2 separate regions of the Gossypium hirsutum genome follow, and region 2 is linked to region 1. The links are chromatin contacts, called in public Hi-C maps. All regions are on one chromosome and are shown on one strand. Each heading gives the region's core, a stretch centred on a gene start, on an enhancer-like site or on the middle of the called end of the contact. The rest is flanking DNA. Distances are from core to core; before and after follow the strand shown. Region 1 overlaps LOC107895001 (translation initiation factor eIF-2B subunit epsilon). Region 2 holds the start of LOC107895000 (E3 ubiquitin-protein ligase SIRP1).

What was found. Hi-C and Micro-C count contacts between places; a contact is called where the count stands out from the background.
Region 2: a Hi-C map of leaf shows a contact between it and region 1, with 2.5 times the contacts expected there. The contact joins the promoter of LOC107895000 here to the enhancer-like site in region 1. A contact is called at or near these places in 8 of 34 Hi-C or Micro-C datasets (anther, hypocotyl and leaf).

What each region holds. Positions count from the first base shown.
Region 1 is chrA13:68,506,154-68,511,307 of Gossypium_hirsutum_v2.1, reverse strand. It overlaps LOC107895001 (translation initiation factor eIF-2B subunit epsilon), which reads right to left. Exons shown (of 16, transcript XM_016820170.2): 13 at 4,791-4,873; 14 at 4,484-4,555; 15 at 4,204-4,329; 16 at 3,914-4,119. The coding sequence ends at 4,075. Among protein-coding and RNA genes, the nearest start is that of LOC107895001, 15 kb to the right of the region's middle. Within about 2 kb of position 2,262, at least 7 of the 9 cell types and tissues checked have an H3K27ac peak or open chromatin away from gene starts, as enhancers often do. A contact at or near this core is called in leaf, where this site is marked.
Region 2 is chrA13:68,605,517-68,610,670 of Gossypium_hirsutum_v2.1, reverse strand. It overlaps LOC107895000 (E3 ubiquitin-protein ligase SIRP1), which reads left to right and starts at 1,948. Exons shown (of 2, transcript XM_041084774.1): 1 at 1,948-1,966; 2 at 2,061-2,938. The coding sequence starts at 1,948. The coding sequence ends at 2,938. It also overlaps the pseudogene LOC107894999.

The DNA of each region.
Region 1 (5,154 bases), core at 1,013-3,512:
TAAAATGCACAAATGGAATGTTGTCTATTGTAGCTGATTTGGCTGCATGAGATAGTCTTATCTTGATTGTGGTTGCTATTATGTAGGTTGAGTAAGTAAGGGTGGCAAATAGGCTTGGTAAATAGCCTTATATTGTCCACACGGGTAGACACACGGGTGTATGTCTAGGCTGTATGTGACGCACAGTCTGCCCTATAGGCATGTGGTCCGGCAGTGTGTCCCCTGCACGTAAAAAATTTCAAGTTAGTATGCATGATAGTAAACACACGGCCGTGTATCTCAGCCGTGTGAGGGACACGGCCTAGCACACGAGCGTATGCCTTGGCCATGTGACATTTTGGGGATGTTGACGTCAGAAACAGAATATCCATGTTTTTGCACATGGGCTAAGACACGGGCATGTCATGGTCGTGTGAAGGACACGAGCCAGGGACACAGGCGTGTGCCAGGCCGTGTGAAAACCCCTATAGGTGTGCAATTAGAATTAATTCCACACGGGTGGAGGACACGACCGTGTTCCTATATTGCATAGGCCATGTGAGCCACACGGGCCATCAATACGACCATGTTGAAATGGCCATACGGGCGTGTTGCCCTTCTACACGGGCGTGTGCCCTGTTTCAAAGTCAAATTTTCTATAGATGGTTTAAGGACCCGAGTTGATCCCGAATAGTTTTCAATGGTCGATTTGGGGCTCGTAGGCCTGTATTAAGAAGTTTAAATTAGAAATTGAAAAAGTTTTAAATTGGACCCAGTCTTGGTGACTTGGGGAACGTTTGTGTGCATGAGATCGAGTTAGGTAATGCCTCGTATTCCGCTCCGGCGTGGGTTACGGGTATGGGGTGTTACATCACTGTTTCCGACACTATTAAAAAACGGGTTGTTACAATCCCTCCTTTTTTCTTTTTTTTTTTCACTTAATTGAGCACTTAAACTTTCAAAATGCATCAAAAAGACCCTTAAAAGTTTTCAAAAAACCAATTAAGTCCTTGCTCTTATTAAAAATTAGAAAAAAAATATTATAATAAATAATAAATTTTAATAAAAATTTTAAAAATTTTAACTTTTATTAAAAATTAATTTTTTTATAAAAATCGTAAAAAAATAAAAAAAATTATAATTTTTAATATTTGAAAATTTTTATTAAAATTTAATAATATTTATAGATTTTATTGATTTTATTTTTTATAATTTTTTTATTTTTTAATAAAAACAGGGGCTTAATTGCTTCTTCTTCTTCTTTTTTTAAGTTTGACGGTCTTTTTGATCATTTTGAAAGTTCAAGTACCCAATTGAGTGCAAAATAAAAATAGGGGCTTATTTGCTTCTTTTTTTTTTTGAAAAGGTTTGAGGGCCTTTTTATGCATTTTGAAAGTCCAAGTACCCAAATAATCGCAAAAAAAAAACAGGGCCTTAATTTATTTTTTTTAAAGTTTGAGGGCATTTTGCGCCCTTAAGCCGAGATTTTATTATCTTTTCATTGTTTAGTTGAATTTATTTCATAAACCTTATTTATATTTTAATTAATCATATTTTAGTTTTAATTAATCTTAATTTATTTAATTAAGTTTAATTGTTAATTTAGTACATTAGGGAATATAAATTTATATCTATAGATTTATGTTTATGCCTAATTAAGTTGAAAGTGGTAAATATTTATTTTGAATATTATTTGGATTAGTTGAAAAATGATTTAATTTGATAAAAGTTGAAGTAATGACCAAATTATAAAATTTGTGAAATTTCAAATTCTAAGGATTTGAGTAGTGAAATCTGAAACATTGATGTAGTAACTAAATTATATGATTATGAAATATGAAAATTTAGAAAGTTGAGCATAGAATAGTAAAGCTTGAAACTATAGGGGTTAAATTGTAAAGATTTCAAAACTTGATTTTTAGGATTAATTTACATTATTTGAGAATTAACAATTTTGAAAAATAGAATTTTTGGAAATTTTGACAATTTTAGTTGTAAGGACTAAATTATAAAATCTGAAAATTTTAGAAAATGGATTGTTTTGAGAATAATTTCCTTTGCTAATTCATTTTCTACCAAATAAACACTGCAAAATAATAAAAATGTTTTACAGAAAATATTTTATATGTAAAGAAACAACCCTAAACATGAAAACAAAAAAACTGATCTCAAACCTTGTAAACTAAAGCCAGAAAGAACTTTATGATGGTAACATTCAAATATGCAAGAAAGAACAAAATTAGAAGAAAATTTTATGAAATTTGGAGAACTATATGGTCTTTGCAAGGGGAAATCGAAGAGCTAGACTTGAAGAAGATCGAAATTCGGTGTTGGGCTCATGAACGCTTCTTGATCGGAGAAGACGCCGGTGAGTAATGGTGCCGACAGTGGAAGGAGGCGGCTAGGGCTTTGTTTTAGAAAGAAGAGACCAACAAATATTTGTGTTTTTTTTTCACTTTAGAATAGTAATTGGTATAATTGTTTTTAAGTCCTTAGCTTTGACTTGAATTTTCTTTTCCGGACATAATTGCACGTGGCAGACTATGGTTGGTGCAGGAGCCAAATTTTGTCAGAGATTGTGGAGTAGCAAAGTGATAAACAGAAAAATGGTACAGGTAGCAAAAGGAATAAATTGAAAGAACAGATATCATATTGACAATTTTAGTGAAGTAGAGAGATAAATATCCCTTAAACTAATACATTTTAAATTATATATGTTTTTAACTAAAAAAAATTAAAACTCATAATTTAATACATTAAACATTACAACTCTTTTAAATTAGGAATAAAATATTTTATTCAAATTTATTTAAAATTTTATAACAGTTAAGATTAAAATTTAAAATTGATTTCAAAATTCGATTAATATTAGAATTACAAAACAAGTTTTTAAAATGTTAAATTTTATATGATAAAAATATCATATCTAAAATAATTTATAAATATTGTTTTAGACATTTTTTAAACTAATTATAATATGATAAAAAAACACATATTTAAGTTCTTAAATAAAATAATTAAAATTAGTTTTGTTTTCAATAAGAAATAAAATAGTTTATTTAAATCATACCAAAAAGATAAAATAGTTAATTTAAAATATGTTTAAAAAACTTATACCGCTACTATCAAAATTAAGAACTACTAATTTAAAGATCTTGCAAAAATTAAATTTGTTTAAAACCTATTTAAACATTATATAAAATTACTTCGAACTGTTTATAATTTTAAGATTATAAAATATGTTTAGTATATATGTATATATATATACCTCGACCTAAAGAATAAAAAAACTACAATTCAAATTTGATAATACTTTTATAAATATAAATATATGTATATGTATTTTTTTCCGGAAAAATGTTTAAAAAATTTATTTTAAAGTTTATTAAAACTGTTATAATGTTTCAAAATTTAAGAATTATATAACATGTTTAAAATTAATTATGATATTTTTGAAAATATGTTAAACTTCAAACATAATAATTGTATTTTAAAATTTTCAATTAAATTAACTTAAGAGGTTAAAAATGACAATTGTAAAACAAGATAGGAGTATTGCGTACTTCTAATTATTTAAAATTTCTAAATATTTAATTTTAAAATTAAAAAACGGAATCCGATTAGTAACATAATGCAAAAAATATAATTTTTCAACAATCTATAATAAAAAAAATAAAAATAAAAACCTTTTCCTTGAAATATTGTTTTAAAAATTTACACATTATTGATATGAAATTTAAAAAATTTTATTACATACGGTATCACAATATAATGTTTTGACATGTTTATGAAACGTAAATATATTGTAAAAATATTTTTGAGATAATATAAATTCATTTTTGACAATATTACTTAAAAAAATTAAAAATAAATTAAGATTAATCCTTGTTGTCTACTGAAATTCTATTTACTCTAAAAGGAAAAAAGAAAGCAATAAGTAAATCTGAATATATGGACTACTGTCAAAACGTTTCAATTCAATACAACATTTCTAATGTCAAGACTATTAGCCACATGAAAAGCAAAAATTGCAAACAAAGGCAGACCATATTTTCCTCAGCAGTGATGTTCATACGTGCCAAAACACAAGTAGTCTCACTCATCCTCATCATCCTCTTCTTCTTCAGCCTCTCTCAACCACTTTAAAAGGGGAAAGATGAGTAAATATTAACAATCTTCATTTCACCGAGTGGGAAATAGAAAAGATTAAAGTTCCTTTTTTACCTGTATAAATTTTTCTGAACGCTTCAGAAACACTTTATCCGATTCATCTGCTCCTTCCTTCTCATCCGCCCACCTTAGAATAGCATCTTCTTGTAGAATTTCTTTATCATATAAAAGATGCAAAATCTGTGAAACAACAATCAAATGAGGATCTTTCTTTTCACTAAAACTTCACATCTCGTTCTACTTTATACACAAACAACGGACAATTGCCCCCACCAAGTTTTTATCTTGAACCCATCAAGACATCTTCTAGATCTAGGCATATCATTAGAAATACCTGTGGAAATAATGCAGCAAACTCCTTGGCCGATTCCAGGCACATTTCCTCAAATTTCAAGATAACCTCAATCTGTTAGGCAATAACAAGAGAAACGTTAGCGCAAATTTGTAATATAGACAAAAAAAGTCCACTATGAGATGTCAGTTTTGACATGTAATAAAAACAGACAAGTCACCCCACCCATCTGATGATGTGATACATAGAAGAAATTAAATGTAGCAGTCCAAAAAATGTATTATTCCTTTGGCTTACAATTGATATTTATTAATCAGATGGAATTTTCCACCAGATCAACAATACAAACCTCCTCATCTATATCATGCAGGAAAGACTTCAACAGTTTTTGCCATGTTGTGACTATATCAGCAGCATTTCTATGCAATTCACCTTCACAACAGATTGAAAACAAACTAGTTAGTGATTACAAACAAGTTAATCATGGAGATTGATTTTTAACAATAAAAGATGAAGTTATCTATAGGTATTTTCACTTTTCCATTTTCAGTGGGAATGAGCATAAGAGGATTAATAGCAGCAAAGAGGTATGCTTGTAACGTTATCAATTCAGAAGCACAAATGTTTATGCAGATACATGCTTAAATGTTTGGACCATTCATTATTCAACAGTAACAGAGGAAAGACCACATAAGTAAAACAAATAAGAATTA
Region 2 (5,154 bases), core at 699-3,198, 100 kb before region 1:
TCCATTGTTTCAAATTCTACCTAGTTATGTAAAAGTTCAAGCAACTATCTATGTTTGCCATAATTTCTCTGCATTCCGGATTTGGAATTATAAATTGTGCTCATAATGTACATTACATACGATATCCATCTCATGTTAATGAAAATTATTGTTATTATTAATAATCTAATGATTAAATTTTTTATTTACTTCACATTTAAAATGTATGGTGATATGTATTGATAAACCATGCAATAATTAATGGAATGAAATTGAAAAATTAAATTAATTTTATACTACAGAGTAACCCCACGTGTATGTATTGAAATTTGAATGAGCTAATTACTAAGGTAACTGGAAAAATTGAAATGGAAGATATTGGCTACTGATGCAGGCCTAAATAAAGATGATCTGAATGAGAACCGATCTCCATAATGCATGGCTCCTTTGATTCAAAGGGGAATCTTTTGGGAGATATACAAAAGTGGGTTGTTATATATTGGCAGGTAAAATATAGGCTTGGAGTGTGCTACGGTTAAGGATGTCAAATTGTGAACCCAAAAATGGGCTTTGGGTAATGAATTTCCATTATTTTCTTCCACTCACAATGCCCTTTGATTTCATCAAATAGTGGATGGCTGTGTCATATGTGAACTAAAGCAGCATGTCCATGTAAGTTTTCAACTTACAACAACAATATTCCCAACTTTGATTGCCATTCAACCTAAACTTGCAAAGCTGCATGTCCATGCATTTCATTGCCTTTTAAACTAAAACTAAACTACTGCTGCTTCTTTGACCATTGCAAATGCAGTATTTGGATCCAATCCACCCAATCCAGTGGAACAAAAAATGTGGCGAAGCATGCATCTCCCCCACCCTCCATCAAATTGCACCTTATTTCATATCATTCTTTTCAAACTTTTGCTCCTTAACACTCTGCTTTTCTCGTCTAATTAATTTGCTTCTTGGATGTTGATTTTGTTTTGTTTTGTTTTTTTGTAATCCCAAATGCAACTATCAACTTTTACATATATTTTATGGTGCCCCGGTTTCTGAATCACGTGTGGCCCCAATAGTCAGCGCCTTTATAATTGGTTCACTTAAAATCCCACATCGGGAAGCGATCCTGAGAATTGCCGACAAGCTGGCTTTAAATAGAGCGAACCGTGAGTTCAGAAAGCGTACATTCGACCAACTACTTGATCTTATCTGAGCAGAAATCTTGAGGTGGCTGTCCCTCTTTGCTGCCCGGCGCAACCTTATGGCGCTGCCGGTGGCTCCGCCTGAGGGTGGAAATAGAGTGGGTTATAAAAGCCTTTTGTTATTTTCTGCAGTGAAGACTGCCTGCAGTCGAGAGCCTTTAGTGTCAGAAACTGAACATTGGGGGCTGTGATAGTCTAGCGGGCTGAAGTCTCAGTTGGAACATTTTTGGCAGCAGGAAGTGAGTTTTCACGTTTTATAACGCTGAAAACCATAGATTTAGCTAACATTATTATCTAAGTCCAAGCTGTAAGGAAGTCTAAAGCCCAATCTAACGGTGGACAGACAGGTCGACTTACTTTATATTAATTGCAATTAAAAGAAAAAGCAAACAAGAACCCTATCTTTAAATAACAAATTAATTATAGTATGCAATTAAAGCATACAAAAATGATTGGTAAAACAAATATTGAACTAAAAATGTCTTTCCATGACAGAGAAGCAAATAAAAAAGGGTTATTACCTCTAAAACCACAATCATAGTTCATGTCAATTATTCCCCTCATCCTCTATTTGAAAGGTATCATAGAAAACATCTATCTTTTTACATCTCTTGTTTCTTTTGTCTTGTTTTTCTTTACAATTTATAAGTTGGTTGTTTATAGACCACAGTACTCCATGTTTCATGTTTATTGTATGTTAATTTTGGTATATCTTTCTTGATTTGTATTCTGACGTGATTGTTTGTAAATTTTGAAGAGAGAGATGGGGGATAGGCAAGCGGGTAGGTATTGGTGTTACATGTGTTCCCGAGTGGTGAATCCAACGACAGCCTGAATTCCAATGCCCTCTCTGTGATTCTGGGTTTCTGGAAGAAGTGGGCAGCATAAGATCCCGTTCCAACACCAATCACGCCGCCATCGATACAGAGTCTCCCAACAGTCTTTCACTTTGGGCTCCAATCGTGCTTGGTTTGATTGGTTCATCATCACAGCTGCGTATCGCAAGCAGGGACCAAGTAACACAGGATGATGAACTGGGGAGAGAAGTGGAGTCCTTGATAAGAAGGAGAACCTCATCTTCAGCCCTGCCCCTTAGGATACTTCAAGGTATGCGTACAGTAGCAGCAGCTTCTGAATCAGAAAATGGTGGAAATGGAAGTGGTAGAATGATCTTGTTTGATCCAATCAATGATGAAGCCTTGGTTGTCCAAGGCTCATTTGATGTTACTAACCGTGTTCATACTCATAACCCAAGTCATAGGTCTGCCGGCTCCTTTGGTGATTACATCATGGGACCTGGTTGGGATCTTTTGTTGCAGTATTTGTCTGAGAATGACCCAAACCAACATGGAACTCTACCAGCTTGGAAGGAAGCAGTTGAAGCAATGCCAACTGTTACTGTAAATGGCAATGTGCAGTGTGCAATATGTTTGGAGGATATTGAGATTGGAAATGAAGCAAAAGAGATGCCGTGTGAGCATAAATTCCATGATGGGTGTATTATTCCTTGGCTTGAACTTCAAAACTCTTGTCCTGTCTGCCGGTTTCAGTTGCCGTTGGACGATTCCAAGACCGAGCCAAATGGCAACAGGAATACTGGCAGGATAGGAACTGGAAGAAGGTATTGGATCCCTATTCCATGGCCTTATGATGGTTTAGTCACCTTACCCGGTTCTCAAAGTGAATCCACTTCACCTCCCTCATTAGAGGCTATTCCAGGAAGTGAAAATGCAGCTCAGGGAGATGATAACTGAACATTTTTATGCATATATTAGTCTGCAATGAGCTTGTCTTTTTTGCTGCTGTTGGAAAACAAAGAATTTATATGTATTTTATATCAATAAGCTCTTGAAAAAAGGACAAATCAAATTAAATATTTCTTCATTCATGTGAAAATTGTTCTCCCACATTCAATCAAACATGTTGATTAAAAAAGCTACCAAAACTAAGCTAAAATCAGATCATAAACTAACTGTCAAGATCTTAATCACTGAAGGGTACAAAGACACAACTGAATCTCCAGGTTTGATTAGCCCCTTTTCCTTACCATATTGAAGGGCAAACTTGGTTGTTTCCTCAGTAGACTCGGCGTAAGAAGCTTTTACCGAACCGGAGCTCAAAACCGGGATCAGACCCCTGAAGATAAGGCAATGCCTTGATGGAGCTTCATCATTGCATGACCACTCAAGGGAATCTGTTGTTATCTCTGGGATGATCATAGACAAAATAGGCACACTTGGCCTATACTTAGCCACCAGCTTTGCCGTGGTTCCACCTCTGGTTAGGACCAAAATTAAAGAGGCGTTAATGGACTCGGCTGTCCTCACAACTGAGGAAGCCAAACTCTATAATGGGCTCATAGGCATTGGTGCACTCTCCATTATTCTCTTGAAAAGATCCCCATAGTTTATAAAGTTTTCAGCTTCCGTGCAAATTCTGGCCATGGTTTGAACAGCAAGGTCAGGGTATGCTCCAGCAGCAGTTTCTCCACTTAGCATGACACAGTCGGTACCATCGAGAACCGCATTGGCAACATCAGTGACTTCGGCTCGAGTCGCCTTGGAGATTTGATCATAGACTCTAGCATCTGAGTTGCAGTCACCACAGGCTTTCCTTGTATATTGGCCTTAAGAATCATCAGTTTTTGAGCCAGGAATATCTTCTCAATTGGGATCTCCATCCCAAGATCACCTCTTGCAACCATAAATGCATCTGAATTTGCTAGAATATCATCAAAGTTAGTAACCCCTTCTTGATTTTCAACCTGCCAATCCACAAGCAAATATGTTCAACATGAAATCAAAACACATATATTCTACAAATCTCATTGTCTATTAAACAAACTGCAAACCTTTGACATTAGAAGAGTGTTATTTCCATGCTTTCCCAACAGCTTTCGGACCTCCACAAGATCCGAACCTTTACGAACAAAAGACAAGGCAATCATGTCAACCTTATTTGGAACACCCCATTGCAAGATATCCTCTTTGTCCTTGTCTGTTAATGTTGGAAGATCAACCACAACACCTGGAAGATTGACTTTCTTCCTTTCACCAAGAACAGCGGAGTTGTCACAACGACAGTGGACCAATCCCAATTCCTTGTCACAATCCAAGACAGTGAATGTGATTGTCCCATCAGAACACAAAATAACACTCCCAGGCTTCAAATCTTGAGCCAACTTTTTGTAACTCATACAGATTGTATTCTCATCACCTTTTATGCTATAGTCAGTGCTGATAGTAATCTCTTTACCCTGAATGAGTTGTATGGGCTTCCCATGCTTCAAAAACCCGGTTCGGATCTCCGGTCCCTACATATTCATAGAAATTGGTAAAAACAATCCGTTGTCGGAAAATTAAAATTCCCCAGTTTATGCTTTGCAACTTTTAAATCCTAAAGGCAAACTAACTACAGGGTACATTATCCTTGAAAAGAACAAAGTTACTTTTAAATAAAAAAGATTAGCTTTGAAACATGATAGAAAGTTTCAATCTAAGAAACTCCATTAAATTGAAACTTGAAAGAGAAGTAAACAAGAATAACACCCTTCTTTTTTCAATGAAGCACTACTGCAATAATGTTAGAAACAATCCATAAATCAAACATGAGATCTTCATGAAAAGAAAAGTTGACAAAAAAGAAAGAAAAAGGTTACCTTAGTATCCAACATGACAGCACAAAGGATGCCGGTGTTGAGCATAGCGGTCCTTAGATTATCCAAGGTTTGCTGGTGGTATGCATGGGAACCATGGGACAAGTTGAAACGAGCAACGTTCATACCAGCTTTCAAAAGCCTCTCGATCATCTCCACCGACCTGGAAGCTGGTCCTAAGGTGCAAACTATCTTTGTCTTCGGCCTCACAATGCCCTTTCCGCCTGTTAGCACCCTTTCCATAGCTAAGAAAAAGAAGGCACAACACAAGGTTTAGGGTTTTGTGAGGGTTTTTAGGTTTTTCTTTCTTTGTTG